3 separate regions of the Mus musculus genome follow, and all the other regions are linked to region 2. Evidence: chromatin contacts called from public HiChIP or PLAC-seq and promoter capture Hi-C data. All regions are on one chromosome and are shown on one strand. The core of a region is the stretch at or near the end of the contact, and the rest is flanking DNA. Distances in the headings are between cores, read along the strand shown.

What was found. HiChIP or PLAC-seq counts read pairs in DNA pulled down with a chosen protein or histone mark. Capture Hi-C pulls out chosen DNA fragments and counts their contacts.
Region 1: a promoter capture Hi-C map of adipose tissue shows a contact between it and region 2, with 2.4 times the contacts expected there. The contact joins the promoter of Cyb5d1 here to the promoter of Aurkb in region 2. A contact is called at or near these places in 2 of 39 promoter capture datasets (embryonic stem cells and neural stem cells), 1 of 484 Hi-C or Micro-C datasets (forebrain), 6 of 115 datasets of contacts at active chromatin or transcription factors (bone marrow-derived macrophages, cardiomyocytes, embryonic stem cells and 2 more) and 2 of 9 other capture datasets (adipose tissue and macrophages).
Region 3: a contact with region 2 is called in an H3K4me3 HiChIP or PLAC-seq map of bone marrow-derived macrophages, with 3 times the contacts expected there. The contact joins the promoter of Chd3 here to the promoter of Aurkb in region 2. A contact is called at or near these places in 4 of 39 promoter capture datasets (cranial neural crest, embryonic stem cells, frontonasal cranial neural crest and 1 more), 2 of 115 datasets of contacts at active chromatin or transcription factors (bone marrow-derived macrophages and pancreatic cancer cells) and 3 of 9 other capture datasets (adipose tissue, liver and pancreatic islet).

What each region holds. Positions count from the first base shown.
Region 1 is chr11:69,394,010-69,396,764 of GRCm38.p6, reverse strand. It overlaps Cyb5d1 (cytochrome b5 domain containing 1), which reads left to right and starts at 1,419. Exons shown (of 4, transcript NM_001045525.2): 1 at 1,419-1,631; 2 at 1,717-1,793; 3 at 1,919-2,137. The coding sequence starts at 1,472. Naa38 (N(alpha)-acetyltransferase 38, NatC auxiliary subunit) reads right to left here and starts at 974. Exons shown (of 3, transcript NM_030083.2): 1 at 793-974; 2 at 405-588; 3 at 94-245. The coding sequence starts at 873. The coding sequence ends at 133. Tmem88 (transmembrane protein 88) reads left to right here. Exons shown (of 2, transcript NM_025915.4): 2 at 1-249.
Region 2 is chr11:69,044,167-69,047,289 of GRCm38.p6, reverse strand. It overlaps Aurkb (aurora kinase B), which reads right to left and starts at 1,653. Exons shown (of 8, transcript NM_011496.2): 1 at 1,282-1,653. The coding sequence starts at 1,329.
Region 3 is chr11:69,367,992-69,371,060 of GRCm38.p6, reverse strand. It overlaps Chd3 (chromodomain helicase DNA binding protein 3), which reads left to right and starts at 1,635. Exons shown (of 40, transcript NM_146019.4): 1 at 1,635-1,925. The coding sequence starts at 1,670. Gm32483 (a long non-coding RNA gene) reads right to left here and starts at 2,071. Exons shown (of 2, transcript XR_003949707.1): 1 at 1,983-2,071; 2 at 1-323.

The DNA.
Region 1 (2,755 bases), core at 170-2,669, 350 kb before region 2:
AGGAAGCTCCTGAACTCTGATGAACCTCTAAGGGTGGGGTGTGCTAGCCCTCCCCTGACATTGGACCTACACACAGACACAGGCCACTTTGGTCATAGGGTTTAATGGTCTCAAAGAGAAGTGCAATTGTGGTCAGAGATACGGGCCCCCCGACAGACTCTCCCTTTGGACTTCAATAGAAACGATGTGGTGTCCTGGTACCATGGCCAGACCCAGCACACGGGGTTCGCCCGCAGAAAATGAATCTGGAAAAAAAAAAAAAAGTCAGTATCAGAACAGCAGGCAAACATCCGTCTCGCCCCCAGAAAATAAGGGGGTGCAGTAAGGCCTGCAAGAGGAAATGCCTTGCAGTGAATTTCCGCCGCATTCCCGAGGAGGTAGGTGTGTATTCCCTGGACACTGACCAGAAGGCTTGAGGAACTCTTGCGCAGAGCCCAGGATGACATTACAGTCGCGATCAGTGCACAGGAAGCAGCCGACTAGTGTCCTTCCATCTGTCATACGGATACGCATGGTCTTGTTGAGCAATGCCTCTAGTTGCTGCCGTGCACGCGTGGCCGGCGAGTCCTCCTGTTCCCCATCAGAGTCCTGCTAGGGCAGGACAAGCACTCAGACACCTAGGATCGGCAGCACGCCCAAGGAACCACAGTTCCCAGCTGCCCTCGCGGCGCTGCCAGAAGCCCGTGGGCTGCTGGGAATTGTAGTTCTCCTTTCCAACCTCGCCACCCCCTTTCCCCTCCCCGCCCGGTGTCGCTCCCCGACTGCTCGTCCAGAAACCAAGCCCACGCTAACCCCGGCGCTGGAGCTGCTCTGACGCCGACTGCAACAGCCATTCTCCTCTCGTAGTAGCATGGTCGGCCCAGCTCCGGCCATTGGCCCTGGGACCTCTTTTGGGCCTTAAACTTCCTAAGAGCGTTTTGGGGGATCGGCGCGTCAGATCTCGCGAGTGCTCCCAAGCGCTTTCGTGAGATCACAATTCCTCCTCGCCTCCGGTTCCGCCACTGCAGATCTCGCGAGATTTTATTTCATGCCAGGTCCCTACATGCCTACTGGGCTACGAGAAGAATATCGCGAGAACTTTACCTGCAATTGCTTAAACAGCTTTTAAACGCCTGAAATCTGGTGATTAAAAAACCCTCTATTCTAGTCTCCTCGTCGATACTTTCTGTTACCCCTAACTCATCTAGCCTACACTCCGTTATGAAACGGACTGTCTTCATTTCCTCTAAGAATGAATTCAACCACAGTAGGCTCGAAGCCGGAATCCGGAATGCTTCCGGTGGACACGCGCAGCCCAAACCCCGCCCTACTTACGTATAACTAACTACTGTGGCCGGTGGCCGGAAAGGGACAATGGTTTCCATGTCAGCGACAAACGCACTTCAGGTAGTTCTTGGACCTGATAGTTTTAAGATTGCGGAGGAGCGAGAAGGTAGCTGAGGGAGCCTGTGCCTCTTGTAGACCAGGAGCCATGCCGCGCCGGGGCCTAGTAGCCGGGCCAGACTTGGATAATTTTCAACGTCGGTATTTCACGCCGTCAGAAGTAGCGGAACACAACCAGCTCGAGGACCTATGGGTGTCTTACCTGGGATTTGTTTACAATCTAACACCGCTTGTCGAGGAATTCAAAGGTAAGGGACACACGGTAGGGAAGGGCTGGAGAGCTGGTTCTGGCCCTTGGGTGGCCGGCCATTGACGGCCTCTGTTTCTTTTTAGGGGACCTACTGTTGAAACCCATCCTGGAGGTCGCAGGCCAGGACATAAGTCACTGGTTTGATCCACAGACTAGAGACGTAAGTTCTGCTGGTATGGGGTCGGTGGAAGCGGCACTGGAGAGCAGAGGAGGGATGGCGGGGAATAACTCGAACTCGAAATAGTGATTGCTCCGATCCGTCTCTCCAAATCCTTGCTTTTGAAGATTCGCAAGCATATAGATCCACTCACTGGTTGCATGAGATACCGTACCCCGCGGGGCCGCTTCGTACATATCCCGCCGCCACTGCCCCGTTCAGATTGGGCCAATGATTTCGGAGTACCCTGGTGGAAGGGGGCAAATTACCAGGTGGGACGACTGTCTGCTCGGACCCGGAACATCCGTATTATTAACACTCTTGCAACGCAGGAGCACACACTGCAGGTGAGCTCTGGCGCCTGGGGACGTACTAGAGGAACCAGAAATCATTTCTGGGAGTTAACACGACAGAGGAAAGCAGATGGTCCTGGTACCCAGAGTTGGAAATTCCAGAAGTATGTTTGTATTACAGCTCCCTCAGTCTCCTTCATAGCTCTAGGCCAGCATCTTGGTGGTGGTCCTTGGAAGGGTTTATATGCTGTTATGGACCCATTGTAAATGAGAGACACCAGCTTTGACTCTATTGAGTCATTTATTTGTTAGAAGTGATAGGACTTGGTGTCTTTATAGTATGCTGTAGCATCAACTTTCCTTACCTGGGACTGTGGGATGCCTGAAGAGTGCTATCTGGTAATGGAGGCACTCTGATTCAAGCTCTGTCATTTCTGGTGACTGATTCTCTTCTTTTTTTTTTTTTTTTTTTTTTTTTTAAGATTTATTTATTTATTATATGTAAGTACACTGTAGCTGTCTTCAGACACTCCAGAAGAGGACGCCAGATCTTGTTAGGGATGGTTGTGAGCCACCATGTGGTTGCTGGGAATTGAACTCAGGACCTTCAGAAGAACAGTCGGGTGCTCTTATCTGTTGAGCCATCTCACCAGCCCCGACTGATTCTCTTCT
Region 2 (3,123 bases), core at 404-2,903:
TCTCTGTGGAGCCCTGGCTGTCCTGGAACTCACTCTGTAGACCAGGCTGGCCTTGAACTCAGAGATCCACCTGCCTCTGCCTCCCAAGTGCTGGGATTAAATTAGTGCACCACCACCGCCGCCGCCCAGCTAGAAGACCTTGTTTTAACATCACCCTCCACAAAAATAATTAAAAAGCAAAGTAAATGAACGAATGACAAAACAACCCAAGGCAAGAGGCTACTACACCAATTCCCCTGACCCCAGCCCACCGCAGGCACATCACTGCCCAGTCTGGATAGTTCTAAACACATCACCCAGGCTTATGTAAGAGCCTGAGCTTGTGAAGTTGAAACAAAACTTCATCTCTTTCTAGGAACAGAACATAGGGATACTGATGGCTTTAGGGGTGTTGCAGGATATTTGACCACACTGTGACCCTCGGGGATGACAAATTAGGCCAGGAGAATAAAAGATATGTTTACACTTGGGTCACTTCACTTTCAAAGTTCTCTGAGTAATAGATATTTTCCTGTGATAGTAAATCAGGGTAAAAGTAACAGGACTGCACGCTTGTCAGTTTGACTCAGGGCTCCACAGAGGAGGAAGCTGGGACAAGGAAAGAGATAGACTGTCCAGGATGCTCAGGTCCCACCAACAGGGAACAGACTATATACAGTGAAGGGCTCTTCATCTGGGGGTGGCCACAGGATCCCATCATGTAGCCAAGTGCGTTACGGGTGTGCTGTATTACAGGTGTGCACCACCGTGCTTACTATCTCCAGTGTGGCGCACACGCACGCACATACACACAGCATTTCAAATCTACTTGGATTCTTACTTCCCACCGCTCAGTACGATACATTCCAAAGCTGGAGTGTAGTATGGATGGTACATCAAAACTTGGAAGCTCTGGGGTTTCATACCCAGGGCCGTACATAAATATTTAGATCATTCGGAACCTTTTAAACCGTAACCTTCTATTCTATAATCTATTTCCTGTGTAGTTAATTTTTTCAGACTCGAGAGTGAGATTCACGACCCGAAAGCACGATGATGTTTGCTCAGTCCCAACTATTATTGTACGTGACGAGCAGGCTCAGCTCTACGGAAGCCCTCAGATTCAGGTTGGCAACATCTGCTACGGTAAGACTGCAAGTGATCAGACTGAGTTTTGCAAGCAAATTCTTGAGGCCCACACGTCGGAAACGCTTAGAGTCCGGCCATTTGCAAGGCCAGCCTCTATCTTCATGGACTCTTCTTCCGGGGGACGTGGGGCGGGGAATGTGGCCAGGACCTTACCGTCTTTGAGCCGTAGGGCCACGGGTAGGCGTTCTCCTTCTGAGCCATTCTCCAGGGCGAGAGCGGGAGGGGAGCTGGACAGAGAGGGAAACAACAGCGAAGGCAAGAGATGCAGAGGCAGATCCCCGGGGAGTGCAAGCCTGGGCGGGCAGAAGGAAGCGAGTCAGCACGCAGCCAAGGTCGGGGGTACTCCTGCACCTCTCCTTCCAGGCGGATAGCGGGCACGTGGATCCGCCCAACGGAACCCGATCAGCCCCGTGGACCACTGCAGCCCCCGCAGTTCCCCGCAAAGCCGCAGCCTACGCCACTAGGCGCTCGCACACGGAGAACCGGTTTACCCCGCGACCCGGACGCTTTCGAATCTCCCGCTCTAGGTCCATTGGCTGAGCCGCCACTCAGCCCACTCTCATTGGCTACGTTTTTTGTGATGTAGTCATTGAAACAGAACGAAGGTGTGGCCTAAGAGGCTTCTTTTTACTAGTTTGAAACTGTGTCCCAAGATGTGCACGCTCCTTTTTCTAGTTATAAAAAATTAAATATTTAAATTGGGCGGTGGTGGGGCGCACGCCTTTAACCCCAGCACTCGGGAGGCCGAGGCACGTGGATTCGTGACTTCGAGACTAGCCTGGTCTACAAAGCGAGTTCCTGGTCAGCCAGAGTTACACAGAGATACCCTGGGGGGAGGTAGAAAATAATAATTATATATAAATAAAATATATAGAGTAAACATTAATATGACCGAGTTCTTTCCGAAGACCTTGGTTAAATTGTCTGGTTTCCACGAAAATTTAGATGCTACCCTTAATATGATCTTTGAAAATACAGTCTTTTTTCAGTATCTTTGGTGTATTGCCTTTACAATGCCCCATAATATTCAATTCAAGCAGATGCTTAGGTCTATTATATATACAGACATAATATTGTATATGACACAGTATTTGCATAGGGTCTGTAATTCTCTAGGCTTCATTGATTAATTCCTAGATCACCTAACTACCTAATACAATAAAAATACTGTGAGACAGCAGTAAGACCTAAGTTAGGGAATATGATGCCGGGAAAGTCTACTACTCAATACAGATGCAATCTTCTAGATGGGATGGGTAGAGGTGTAGGTTAGACAGACAGACAGACAGACAGACAGATAACAGTTGAATCTGTGGGTGTATAAATCATGAATTTGGAACTGCATTTCTGGGTTCTCTATCCTACCTGTCTGTTTTGTATTTGGTTTTTGTTTATTCAAGACAAGGTCTCTCTGTCCAGCCCAAGTTGGCCTTTAATTCAGCCCAGGCTGGCCTTGAATTTCTAATTATCTCACTGCACCACTGACAAGCCCAGTTCATTTCTTCCGTTTGTATTTTCTTAAGTATCCTGTTTTCCTAGGAAGAGCTTTCAGCCAGTGGCATGGTCTACATTCCTGGGCTAGGTACACTCAAAATCCACTCTCTTGCACATTTTTTGCTTATGTGTCCTTACTATTTTGTTCTTTAAAATCCTGCAAGGTTTCTGACAGTAGGCTTGTAATTTTAGCACTCTGGAGCCTGAGGCAGGAGGATTGCTAGGAGCTCCAGGCTACAGTGTGAGCTGTTTACTCCAAAAATATATATAAATTAAATCCATTTCCAATTCTATACGTTAGCAATTCCCGATGAATTAGCTCTTGGTTTTTCTTATATTCCTTGAGTCATGGTAGAGATGGCTTCTGCTGGCCAAGTCACACTGAAGCTGGCCACGAGGGGTATTTTCACTACTTTCGTGCTAAGGGCTGATATTTCATGTGGCCAGGAAGTTCATAACTCTTTTGGGACTCCAAAGCTCTGGCATATACAACTTCTGCAA
Region 3 (3,069 bases), core at 386-2,885, 320 kb before region 2:
CAGCTCAGCTGCTCATCTGATCCCTGCTACAACTTTAAGATAAACACTGGGATCCAGTCTGAAAGGACAGGTCAGCCGGTTCAGTGAAAAGGCCTGAGTGTTCGCCCTACCTCGTTCCTCTCTTCTCAGTTGCTTTCCTCTCCCCGTGCCTCAGTTTCTTCTACTTTATCAGTGTCGAAGGTCATGGAGGAAGAGGCGTTCGATGACACAGGAGAAAAGAATTTCACAATCTTCAGATCCGACCCTCTCCTCTTTCTCCTAAAAATCTGACCTAGTCACCACCAAATTAATTTCTCAAGTCAGACGATTTTACAAGCAAGCCACTGGAGGAGAGGAAGGGAAAGAGTAGAGATAAAATTGACAACATTCACAGAACACTGAGGGCTGGGCAAAGGAGAGAATCAAACATGGACTCCTTGGAAAAAAAACTCAATCATCTATTCATATCTCTCCCCCCAAAGTCACTAGGATTTCTGTCACTTTTTTTTTAAGGAGAAAAAAAAAAAAAGCCAGTACCATTTCTCATTTAAAAGCTACGTACACAATTAAATGCATTTTGACTTCAATGAGGTATGTAGAGAGTTATATATAAACATATATTTCATCTTTTTCCTTTTCAATGCCTGAAGGAAAAAAAAAAAAAACCTTCACATCAAACCACTCCCTTCTGAAGTATTCAGAAAAAAAAAAAAAAAGCTTTTCTTTAGAGAAGGGAGGTGGGGGGAGGAAGAAGACTAGTAAAGAAAAGAAAAATTCAATCTAGTTGGACTAGTATCTAACTAGTTAACCTTTAACAATTTATGCTGATGTCAGACTGAGCATGAGTACTGATTAATACCCCCCCAAATATTTTTATAAGGGGGGGAGTTAAGTCACAGCAGCCATTTTTGTTTTATGCAGAAATCCTTCATGCCCCCCAACACACACACACACACACACACACACACACACTCTCTCTCTCTCTCTCTCTCTCTCTCTCTCTCAATACACAAGGAAAATGTATTAATCTGTGCACTAATCAGTTATGAAAAAAGGGAGAAATTTGTGGGTTTCTGAGTAGAAGCTTGGAGATTGGATGTAACAGGGAGAATGGGGGTGTATGAAAAATGAAATATTAAGCCAGCCATTTTGTTTTAAAAGGGGATTTTACCCCCCTCTCTCTTTCTTTATAGAGGGGGGTGGCAGTGCTGGAGGGGGGGTTGTTTTAAAAATAATTTCAAGGCGGCCATCTTAGTGCCTCAGCTCTGAGAAATATTTCTGAGCGCCCCCCTCAGAATTTAAATATATTTAAAGCAACCGAGGGGGGTAGAGAGAAGTCGAAAACTTTTATATACATATATATAATTTTTTTTTTTTAAACGATCTCCCTTTCTTGTTCTCTTGGGAGGAAAGACAGAAGGGGGAAAAAGTCCTTAAATTTTTCCAAGAACATTTTTGGGGGTGGTGCGGCCCCCCTCCTCAGACGCCGGCCCCGGGGGTGGGTGTTCTGGAGGGGGGTGGCCCGGGGGTTTGGGGGGCTGGGGGAGGCGGTGAGGAGGAGGAGGAGGAGGACGCCGCCGCCGAGGAGGAGGAGGAGGAGGAGGAGGAGGAGGAGGAGGTGGTGGTGGTAGCGGTGGGGGAGGCGGGCGGGCGGTGGGTGGGGGGGTGGTGGGGGGGCCAGAGCCACAGGATGGCTTCCCCTCTGAGGGACGAGGAGGAGGAGGAGGAGGAGATGGTGGTGTCGGAGGAGGAAGAAGAGGAGGAAGAAGAGGGCGACGAGGAGGAGGAGGAGGTGGAGGCGGCCGACGAGGACGATGAGGAGGAGGACGAAGAGGGAGTACTCGGGCGCGGGCCGGGCCACGACCGGAGCCGCGACCGCCACAGCCCCCCCAGCTGCCACCTCTTCCCGCCGCCGCCGCCGCCGCTGCCGCCGCCCCCGCCACCAGGTAAGCGTCCGTCCGACTCCCCGGGGCCCGAGCGGAGCCGCGGGGCCCGGCACCTACGGTTCGGCCGAGCCGAGGAGAGTCCCGGGCGCCTGGCGGGTCTAGACGGGCCCGGCAGTCCGGGCGGCGGCGGCCTTGGGGCCAGGCCTCCTCCCCTCCCCCGCCGCACCCCTCCTCCGCCGCTACCGCGGCCGCCGCCACCGCCGCCGCCGCCGCCGCCGCCGCGCCCGGGCTGGAGAGCGCAGGGAGCGAGCTGCGCGCGCGGACCGGGCCACTTGGTCGCGGCTTTCGGGGGAGGAGATTTATTTTTTTCACCCTCGGCGGGGAGGGGGTAGGCAGGAAACGGCCGTAGCGAAGCCAGGGCCCCCCTCCCAGGCCGAGCGAGGGACCGCGGAGACCCCGGCGACCGGACGGCGGCGTGGGGGGAGGGGCGCGTGGGGGAGGGGCGGCCGCGTGAGCGCCCCTTGGGCCGGGCCCCGGTGGGGTCGGACTGAAGCCGAGTGGGTTCGGGGTGTGGAGCTGACTGCCACCCGACGCCCTCCGCTGGGGACTTGGGCAAGCAGAGGTGGGACAGTGGCCCGCGGACCAGCCCCTCCACCTGCAGGGACTTCGGTGCCCGCCAACTTAGGGGTGTGCGGTGGCACGCGTGGGAGGGGGCGTGCGAATGTTTGTAGCGGCTGATGACCAGAGGCAGGTGGTGGCCACACTCCACGCAGACCACTTCCTGGAGTAAGACTTGGACATACCGTCCACTCCCCCCTAGCTGGCCGCCGAGGTCTCGGGTCACCTCAGATTTGAAGAGAGACAGGAGAATGTCTGGGGAGCCAGATGCCCCCGGCCCCACCCTCGTCATCTCTGCCCCGGGCTCTTTTGTGTCAAGTGCAGCCCCCATCCCCCCCTCGTGACCCCGTCAGTCTGGGGTGGCCGAACTGCCCAGCTGTGACTCTCACGTGGCTGCCATTCACTGTCACTCTCTTGATGAAACCACCCACACACCCTGACCACGTTGGGGGGCGTGAACTGCCCACCCAGCTGCTCTGTCCTGACCATCATCACTCAGCACCCTTCTCCGAGATGACAAGTCACCTGCCACTGGCGTAGGACGTCCAGCTGTGCTTGGGACAGACCCTTCTCTGGATCAGTGGCG